Regions from separate parts of the Sus scrofa genome. Here region 2 is linked to region 1. Evidence: chromatin contacts called from public Hi-C data. All regions are on one chromosome and are shown on one strand. The core of a region is the stretch at or near the end of the contact, and the rest is flanking DNA. Distances in the headings are between cores, read along the strand shown.

What was found. Hi-C and Micro-C count contacts between places; a contact is called where the count stands out from the background.
Region 2: a contact with region 1 is called in a Hi-C map of embryonic fibroblasts, with 1.9 times the contacts expected there. The contact joins the promoter of LPAR6 here to the promoter of ITM2B in region 1. A contact is called at or near these places in 1 of 5 promoter capture datasets (liver), 4 of 47 Hi-C or Micro-C datasets (embryonic fibroblasts, fetal skeletal muscle and skeletal muscle) and 2 of 2 datasets of contacts at active chromatin or transcription factors (alveolar macrophages and skeletal muscle).

What each region holds. Positions count from the first base shown.
Region 1 is chr11:19,374,707-19,379,598 of Sscrofa11.1, reverse strand. ITM2B (integral membrane protein 2B) reads left to right here and starts at 1,900. Exons shown (of 6, transcript NM_001042375.1): 1 at 1,900-2,016. The coding sequence starts at 1,900.
Region 2 is chr11:19,214,100-19,218,991 of Sscrofa11.1, reverse strand. It overlaps LPAR6 (lysophosphatidic acid receptor 6), which reads right to left and starts at 2,687. Exons shown (of 1, transcript XM_003482887.4): 1 at 1-2,687. The region is part of intron 17 of RB1 (RB transcriptional corepressor 1); the gene reads left to right.

The DNA.
Region 1 (4,892 bases), core at 651-3,150:
ATCCTCCAGATCTTTTTATTTTTTTTGTCTTTTTGCCATTTCTTGGGCTGCTCCCGCGGCACATGGAGGTTCCCAGGCTGGGGGTTGAATCAGAGCTGTAGCTGCTGGCCTACACCAGAGCCACAGCAACTTGGGATCCAAGCCGACTCTGCAACCTACAGCACAGCTCACAGCAATGCCGGATCCTTAACCCACTGAGCAAGGCCAGGGATCAAACCCTAAACGTCATGGTTCCTAGTCGGATTCGTTAACCACTGAGCCACAACGGGAACTCCCCTCCAGATCTTGCTTCAAGAATTTCTTGGTCTTCAACTGGAATGTCTCAGGAAATCTATGAGACTATGCCAGTTCACAGAATCAACCCCACAGAGTTGATCTCTGGATAAGGGAGGCCCAGAGCGTCTAAATAAGTGGCTGCAAGTCATACGGCTCTTTAGGGTCAGAACTCAGCAGGACTGGAACCTAAATCTTACTATTTGCAATTGAACATTTAATTCATTTTCACTCAAATTTTGGAATGCCTACCGCAGACTCAAGGTTTGGGCTGGGTTACTATGATCTGAGATTCTGGGAACTTGGAATGTTTTGCAGGGAATGGTGATCTGATTCTATGCAGAGACTAAGAGACCTAACCCCCTCCTTGAGCAGAGCCAAATCCCCCAGAACCTCAGACTCAGTCTACTTTTTTCATGGTTGACTCAGGGAAGAGCTGACGCAGCTGAAACATTCTAGGGTACACCCACATCCAGGGTTGAACCAGGACAGAGGCGGGTGGAAAAAGGGTACAAGATCAACCATTTATCCAAAGAGCCATCTGTTGACACAGTCATTAACCCAGTAACAGTGCGAGCCAGAATCCTCTCTCCAATTAGTTGCAAACGAAATCTCTTCCAAACATAACTCTGCATTATCCATAAGATTTTTTAAATTTTGCAGAAAGCTACAAAAGACTCATCATCAAATATGAATCACAAATCAGCCTTGTGTGCATGTGGGTTTTGTCCAAGTCGACACAAGTAGGGAACATTTTGTTTCCGAAATCTGAGATGTATGAAACACAAATCTGCCAAGAGTCTTCCTCCGAACTGCTCTGGGACTAGGCAGGGCAGCCACTGACCTTGCGAGGGCGGGGGGCGAGGGGTGAGGGGCGGGGGTGAGGTGGGGTGGAGGGTGGAGAAGAAAAGGCAAGTCTGAGTAGAGTAACGCCCTTGGGTGAGGTCCGGGAAGATAAAGTAGTCAGATCACTTGGATAGAGCGAATTCAACATTTCTTTGCTCCACTGAGCCGGTTCCATAATAAAGTGAGAAAATGGAGGTGTAAACGCCCCCAAATTCCACGGCCTTTCGATTCCTGGTTGACACCAGGCAGGGAATGGTGGGCTGCTGCTGCCAGAGGTTAATCCATTGTCCGCGGCGCACCCAGGAAAGTTCACCTGCTTTTGCTCCAAAGCTGCAACCTTGTGCTCAGTGGCAAACTGATTGGAAACGAATTCAGAACTGCAAAACTCACGCCCGCACGCAGAAGGACCCCTTCCTTCCCAGCCGGATCCCTCCTTCCACCCAGGGTCAGACTCCCCAACACATCTGCACGTCGGGTCGGCCTGCTCGACCCCGCCCGGCCCGCCTCCGACCCCGCCCCCTGTGCCCCCCTCCCGGTTTGCCCGCCTCTGGCCCCGCCTTCGGGGGAGGGGGGCCGAGCGAGCCGTCGCCGCCCTCGCCTGGGAGCTGCGAGGCTTCAGTAACCCTGCAGCAGTAGCCACCTCTGTCGCTGCGGAGCTGCTTGTCTCCGGTTGCTGCTGAGCCGCGTTCGGAGCCCTGCCGAGGAGGCTGCAGCCGTAGCAGGAGCCCGCAGCCCGCGCCCGAGCCCGCAGCCGCCGCCGAGGGCGCCCCAGGCCGCGCCATGGTGAAGGTGACGTTCAACTCGGCTCTGGCCCAGAAGGAGGCCAAGAAGGACGAGCCCAAGAGCGGAGAGGAGGCGCTCATCATCCCCCCCGACACCGTCGCGGTGGACTGCAAGGTCCGAGGGCCAGGGCTCGGGGGAGAGGGCGCTGGGCCCGCGGGGAGAGCTGGTGGGGCCGGGGCGGCTCTGCGCCCGAGGAGGCGCGGGACAGGCTCCCCGAGAGGGCCGACCTCTCCTTTTTCGCAGGCTGCTCCCCTTTCTTGTCCGGCGCAGCTTCTTTGTGAGAAAGTGCGTGTGCAGAAAGCGGAGCCGGGAGCGGGGGCTTGGGGGAGGCCTGGAGCGAGGAGGCCCGTTGGAGAACTGTGCCGAGTGCACGGTCGTTGGTGCAGTCGGGGAATGTGCGTGGGGCCGGGACTGGGTTCGGTGGACCTGGAGCCCAGCGACGACATGCAAAACAACAAAAACAACAACAGAGTTTGGCACTTCCTCCCAGTATAAATAATGTGTCTAAAATGGCTGACATCATAACAAGCCTAAACCTCTCTTGCTTCTTACTTTCGTTTCCAGGCTAAACAGCCCTTGGACTAAGTCTGGCTCCTGTAAGCCTCTTAATTTTAAAAGCCTTTTCTTCTTCACCTTCTCATTTCCCACGGCCTTTCGGTACTGGCAGACGAAGTTCACGGTGGGGTCCGGAGACGGGGCAAGGGAGCGGGTGAGGGGAGAAAGCAAGGTGACGGTCTGCTCAGTTGGTTCTGGCTGTTAATTTATAATTAAAGCACATATGCCCGGTGAAGATCAGTAATTACCATGTGGATGTTAGTGCAAAACCGACAATTAATTTTAAATTATATCAGTATCTTTACGAGAACCCCTTACGCTAAGTGAAACTAAACGTTAAGAAACTTGTCCTATGTCCCTTTTTAAATGGTCCTTAATTTTAGAAAAATCTCTCTTTTAGCCCTAAGCAAAAATGACGAAAGGAACCGTAATTGTGCTAAGTTTTAGTGCTTACAATATCATTTGAGACATGATGGTAATTGTCGCAGAAGTTAAATAGGAAAGCCTCACAGCCTCTTTCTACCAGATCTTTTAGGCTGCTAAAATTTAATCCTAGAGAAATTAATTGTAGAAGTTATTTAGGTTGCATCGTTTATTTCTGAATTTTTCGTTAGCATTTTTCCAGACCTGTTATAAGTAGGGTGTTTTAACTAAGTTAAAACTGAGTTTTACCTTTAAAAAAATAGTTTGTGCAGGTATGAGTAATAAGCATTTTTTATATGGTCTGATGAAAATTACTGCTATTCAAAGGAAAACACACTGTAAGAAAGTGTGTGAAAAATAACATGTTGGTTTGGACGTGCCTGTACTCATTTTTTGGAAATATTCTAGTTAAAAACACAAACACGAGGAGTTGAGTTTTAAATGACTGCCTTGCCCTGAAATAGGAAGTGGACTGATTCCCTAAAAGGATTAAGAGTTTTGGTATTGGTATTGTTTTCCTGAATCCATTGCAAATAGTCCTGGTCTTAAGAGAAAATGTTTGGAATCCACAGAGGATAATTCCTGCAGCAAATTATTATCTTAGCTCTATGTTTATCTAACATTCATTGTACCTAAAATAGATAGGTGGTCAAGTGCCTGGTCATAACAGACTGAAATACTTATATATATAGAGATTAGGTAGATTTTAATCCTTTGTCCATCTTTTCAAAAATCCTATAAACATATATAACTCCTCCCATTTAAAAAATAGAGAAAGCATCGGATGGTGTTACTTCAGAAAGCTTTTCCCTGTCCTGTAGTGAAGGAGATTTGACACTCTGAACTGAAATCAGAGTTAATTTACTGGACAGCTTTAAATGTGACTTTTCACATTTTCTATCATTTCTGAAATGGGGACTGCACATTTTCAAAATTTCTCAAAGTTCCACCGTATCCAAATATTATGGTCAGAGCAGCAGTAAGAGTAACCATTCATAGCTCCGTGCTTTGTTTTCCCAGATCTCCATATCCAAATTAAAATATTGGAATTAAGCTGTGAGAGCCCGAGTCTTCCTTCCTTTATAACCACATAGCAGTCGTGGATGGATTTGGCAGATAATGCAATGACGAAATCTTTTTCTAGCTATACGCTCAAAGATTTCTTCAGTGAGTGACAAAATAGTGCTCTGCATTAAAAGTGGAATCCTTATAATCAGTATCTTAACAGTAAATGAAGACCTTAATAACAGACGGTCATGAAAGAATTTGCCATCTCTTCATCTGAGATCCTGGGCCGTGATTACATAATGTTCTCTGGTTCTTTGGGGTGACGATATGGTAACCGCTGAGTTAGTCTCTGAGTTCTGCACAGAATCAGCCTTCCTGTGTTTGCCTAGGGCATTTCCTTGCCTGGTTGGTCGAGAGGATCCAGTTAAGCTAGTTAGGAGCCAGAACTCCAGAACAAGAACTTAGAATACCTTTAACTCTCCTTGACCACAGTATTCCGAAGGCCATGGTATCGCAAAACGCACTCTAAGGATCGCCTGCTCTGGGGTCATCTGGAATTCTGGTTTTAAAATGCAGATTTTTCAAGCCTTATGCCATAAAAATTCTCATCACTCCAGTCAGCTGGCTTATGTAACACCCATTCCAATACTTTTACACTGCTGCTGTCTTTTGCTATTTCTTTAGCTCTTTCTCACTGCAGGGTGAGAAACCTCTGGAAACAGGTCCGTCTCCCCATTTTTCAAAGCTATCTTTTCAGTAGCTATTAACCCCAACAGCCATATCTTGATTGTATTATTTCAACTACCTCGGTTGTAACCTTTCCCCACATGTTTCTCTTTAACTGTTTTCCCCTTCCTGCACCTGTCCTAATTGGCACAGAGCTATCAGAGGTGTAGAGCACGACCTCTGTTTCGTATAACAGAGGTGAATTTGAAATTATATGCATGGTTTATGTTCTAGGCGGCCGTTCATTCATGAGTGTTTGTGTCTTTAACTTTGGAAAA
Region 2 (4,892 bases), core at 1,438-3,937, 160 kb after region 1:
GATTGTGACCACTTTATAACCTCCACCGTATTTGCAAATCTTTGGATCTTTGCGTGGTTTTATAAGTATTTCCTTTTTCTTCCAAAGACACATGGAATTTGTTGCTGTAACGTTTCCACTTGGTTCTTCAACAAGAAGGTATTTTCGTTTTCTAGTCTTCAGAAAAATCCGTGATTCCAAGGCTCAGTTTAAAAAACGCAGTCAGTGAAGCCAACCCATTGGATTATACATTTGAAGTAAAAGCTGAGTTCAGAGACAGAATAAAACGATTGGTCTGGTAAACTTCTGTTTCAGAAGTCAAGATGAGTATTCTGAAATGAAAGTTTCTTTATACTCCAGAATGTTTAAGCTAAAGTTAGCAATTTTGTTTTGCTTTCCAGTGCAGAGTTTCAGAGACGTAAACATTCCCAGTTCGGTCTCATTTACTTCTTGCTCCTTTTAAATGAAGTTTTCCGTATTCCTACATTGGATGCCAGATGGCGGTAGGCAGAGGAGTCTTTGAAAGGTTCCAAATAGATTCCTCAGCGTGTTAGCTCTTGCTGAATCGAGGCCTTTTCCTCTGTAACCAGCTGTATTGTGAGACGGACTTTCTCTGAGGAGAAAAAGAAAGGCTTGCTGGATTTGTAGTATGACATCACAGGAAGAAGAGGCTGGGCTTGGACAAAGAAAGGTTTCAGCCCAGTTTGTTTGCAGTTCCTTTAATCTGATAATGTGTCTGCTGGGAATATACCTAGGAGGCTTGCAAAGGCCACTGACTGTTTAGCTGAGCCGTCTGCCCATTAACTCTTTTTTTGCAGAAACGCATTCTGGAATGTTGACCATTTCTCAGGGAGTTTGCTTTTCTTTCCTTTCTTTTTTATTCTTTCTCTCTTTTTGGTAGTAGTTGAGAGAGGAAAAAAATCAGTATGTGTTTAGGATAGGACTTTTTTAAAACTGAAATTTGTAGGTGTACTTCTAAATTGAAATTGTTGGTGATATCTTAATATAGCATTAAAAAGAAACTGTTTAATGACTGTAAAAGAGAGAAATTTAGTTATAAAAAGGATTTGAGTTGAGAGACCAAATTTTGCACTCTTGGCTTCTGTTTTCCACAGTTGCTCCTCAAGATTTAATTTGTTTTAATTGCCATGATTGTGTGTGGCTCCAATCCTGGATCTCTTCACTTTTCGATTAACAATTTTCTAACATCCTTTCCTCGTTCTCATAAAATTAAATTAAAATTTTATAGCACTTTTAATTTTTTAATTACCACTTTTACCAAAGAATAAATTTGAAAATGTTTATGTTTGGCATAGTTTTAATTTTACAGAATGAAATTGTATCTTTTTAAACAAAATATTTTCCCCTAAATTGATTGAAATAAATTTTGTAAAATAAAAGTTACACTACTTGGCTAAATTTTAGGTTCCTGATTTTAATTCCCCCCGCCCTCACCTACTCCTCCTAATAATTTGACATTAATTATATATTGGAATGTAGGTCAGATTTTGTTTTCATTTAAAAGCTCATGTGAGTGGTTTCTCTGTGTTTAAAGTAGACTCATTTTTTAAAGCCCAAAGAAATTAGAAGGAAGTATGTGTGAGAAAGGGGTAGTTGAATGTAGATAGTATTTCCTCAAGGATTATGTTTTTTCTTATTCTAAATTACCATTTTTTTCAGAAAAGACTATAGTTTGGTTTAATGTTACTATTTTCTAGCTTGGTTCCATTTGAGCTGAAACTATTCCTTGCAGGTATCAATTAAGGAAATTTGGTGAATTTAAGAGCACTTTATTTTTCTTTCTCAGTTACTTAACTAATTTAAAACTGATATTTTAGGAGTTCCCATCATGGTGCAGTGGAAACGAATCTGACTAGGAACCATGAGGTTGCAAGTTTGGTCCCTGGCCTCATCTGTGACCTATACCACAGCTCATGGCAATGCCAGATCCTTAACCTACTGAGCAAGGCCAGAGATCCAACTGCATCCTCATGGATACTAGTCAGATTGTTTTCTGCTAAGCCATGACAGGAACTCCTCTGTTTTTTTTTTTCGAATTGGTTATTTCTAGCCTTGATGATAGTATCAGTTTTATTTTGTCCCTTCTTTATTCTCTCTGCTGTCTTTTTACTAACCCTGTCACTTTTATCTATGTGGTGGTTATAGTATCTTGTCTTATTTCTGGTCCTACCCTCTTTCAATTTCCCCTGCCAGACAGTCACAAATCAAGTCACAAATGATCAACTAAGTATTTATTTATACGCTCTTGCTTCCAAAAAGAATTTAAAGCAGATTATACTTTTAAAACTGTCAAACTGATGAAACTAAATATTTAAGATTTTAGAATTTTATTATATGAAATTATACCTACATTTTAAAAGTTAAAAAGAAAGTGTGGAACAGTTAATATTTTTAGATGTGAGAAATGTGCGAGATATTATTCTAAACATTACTCATATCCATTCTAAAAATCACGCATTTTTAATGTAATACATGTTTGCAAAAAGCAAAAAATAAAAACCTGTGACGATTACACATTAAAAAAGCTTTTCCTCTACAAAAGACCTTTCCTTTCCAAAACACAAGTAAGATACCATGTCTTTTTATTATAAAATTAATCAAGGAGGAATTTTCACAACTGTAAAGTATTCTCTCATTAAAGGTTTTGATGGCCATAATTGGAGTTGTACTTAACATTGAGAATATGAGATAATGTAAAAAAAAAAAAAATTTGAATGAGAGTGTAGTGAAATAACTATGTTCACATTTAAAACAAAGTGTGGAACAGTGAAATTTTAAAATAGAAGAACAGTGTTCTGAATTTATTTTATTCATTTTGAAAGCAGCACACGTTTGCCCTGATGAGAAGTGATTCTTCAGGGTCTTTTTCCATCTCAAATTTATAGCTATGGACGTTCCCATCGTGGCGCAGTGGGAACAAATCTGACTAGGAACCATGAGGTTGTGGGTTCGATCCCTGGCCTCGCTCAGTGGGTTAAGGATCCGGCGTTGCTGTGAGCTGTGTGTAGGTCGCAGACACGGTTGGGATCTGACATTGCTGTGGCTCTGGTGTAGGCTGGCAGCAATAGCTCTAATTAGACCCCTAGCCTGGGAACCTCCATATGCCATGGGTGCAGCCCTATAAAGACAAAAGACCAAAAAAAAAAAAAAAAAAAAAAATTACAGCTATGAAAAAAGCCGGAGTTGGAGTTCTCTTGTGGTGCAGTGGATTAAGGATGTAGCATTGTCACTGCAGCAGCTTGGGTCACTGCTTGGGTGTGGCTTTGATCCCTGCCCCTGGGAACTTCCACACATCATGGATGTGGCAAAAAAAAAAAAAGCCAAAATCTTCTCGTTTTAGATTCTTCTGAAGCCTGTTACAGTAATTTTTTTCTTTTAAAAAATTATTTTTTTATTTATGTATAGTTGATTTACAGTGCTGTATGATAAATTTTCTATTTAAGTTTAGAAACAAAACTTTCTCAGTTTGAGAATAGAACATGTATAATTTATATTGATAGAATATATTTATTTTATGTCCAAATATCTTTTAACCTAATAGGAAAATTTATTAAATTGTAGACAAATTTAGTATTACTAAATGGGGATCATTACCGTTCTGTCATTACCTAAAAGTGATTTACCTTTTTGTCATTACTGCAAATGCAACTCTTTACTAGAGCCTGAGTTCGGGGGGTTGAACCAGCTGGTGGGGTTGGGTGGGAGTAGAAGAAGAAAGATTTCAAAGGTAATGTATGATGATTTATAGCAAAGTAAAAGCAGACAAGAATGGTGATTGAAGCAGCTTCAAGCAAAGAGGTAAAGGAAGTGCAGAGGAGCAGGAAGGCTGTGGTGGTGTAAGACCTAGAACTTGAGGGAGGGTATTCATCACTTCCAGCACTTCCCTTGTCCCTTCCTCCTTTTTTCCTGTCTCTGCCTGCTTCCTGCTCCTTCATCTGCCCCTCTTAAAATCTTACTTCATTTTTGTGTGGAGGAGACCTCCCAATCTCATCAGTTCCTTTTTTGTACTTCTTCAGACCTTGTTAAAATGTCTGGCTTTTAGGACATACAATCCGGTTAGGAGTAGAAAACAAAGAAATAATTGCAGTGTAGAGTGTAACAGTAGATGTTTGTACAACATGGAGATAAGGGCCTCCAGAGGAGATAATGTCTAGAGAAAGCTAGCCTTTAAAGCTGGATCAAAGTTTGGAATTTCTAATCTTGAGGGCGAAAGCCATGCCTGGTAATAATGTCTTAGTATAGTCCCATTAATATAGTCAGTCAGGCCTTTACCAGAAACACAGAAAATGACTTGAGTGACTGTTTTCTCAGTTCTCAGAAGGATGCTGCATAACTAGTTTCACTCTAAATTCCTAGAAGAGGAATGAGTATATACGCTTGACTAAATTTCTTTTTTTCCTTTTTTTTTTTTTTTTTTTTTTTTTTACAAATGACAGATTTTTAAGATCTAGCTCTATGAATATATTGCAAGTACACCTAAAAGCATAAACTCATTTCACTTTGAGCATTTATGTACATGTTTTTCTTTTAACCCAAAGATGGCCTCTTTAAATAGCTATTAATGCCTAAAAGCATATGGAAGCTTTAATCAGTAAGATTCTAAGCCACTAGCAATCCATTCCCAGAACAAAATTTCCATGATCACTTCTTTTATTGGTTTGCCAGTGTGATCATTTCAGTCATCTTATTTCACATTCTTGGAAAATTGGAGGATTTCCTATCAATATCACAAGTTACCAGTGCTGCCTCAGAAAGGTTACAGACAAAAGAGGGGAGGGACTGACTCTACAAAGGGGCCCCCTTTAAAGCCCAGCCTTTTGTTGTTGATTTTTTTAGTTAAAGCAAGTGGACTGTTTCAGACTGGCAAAAAAAAAAAAAAAAAAAAAAAAAAG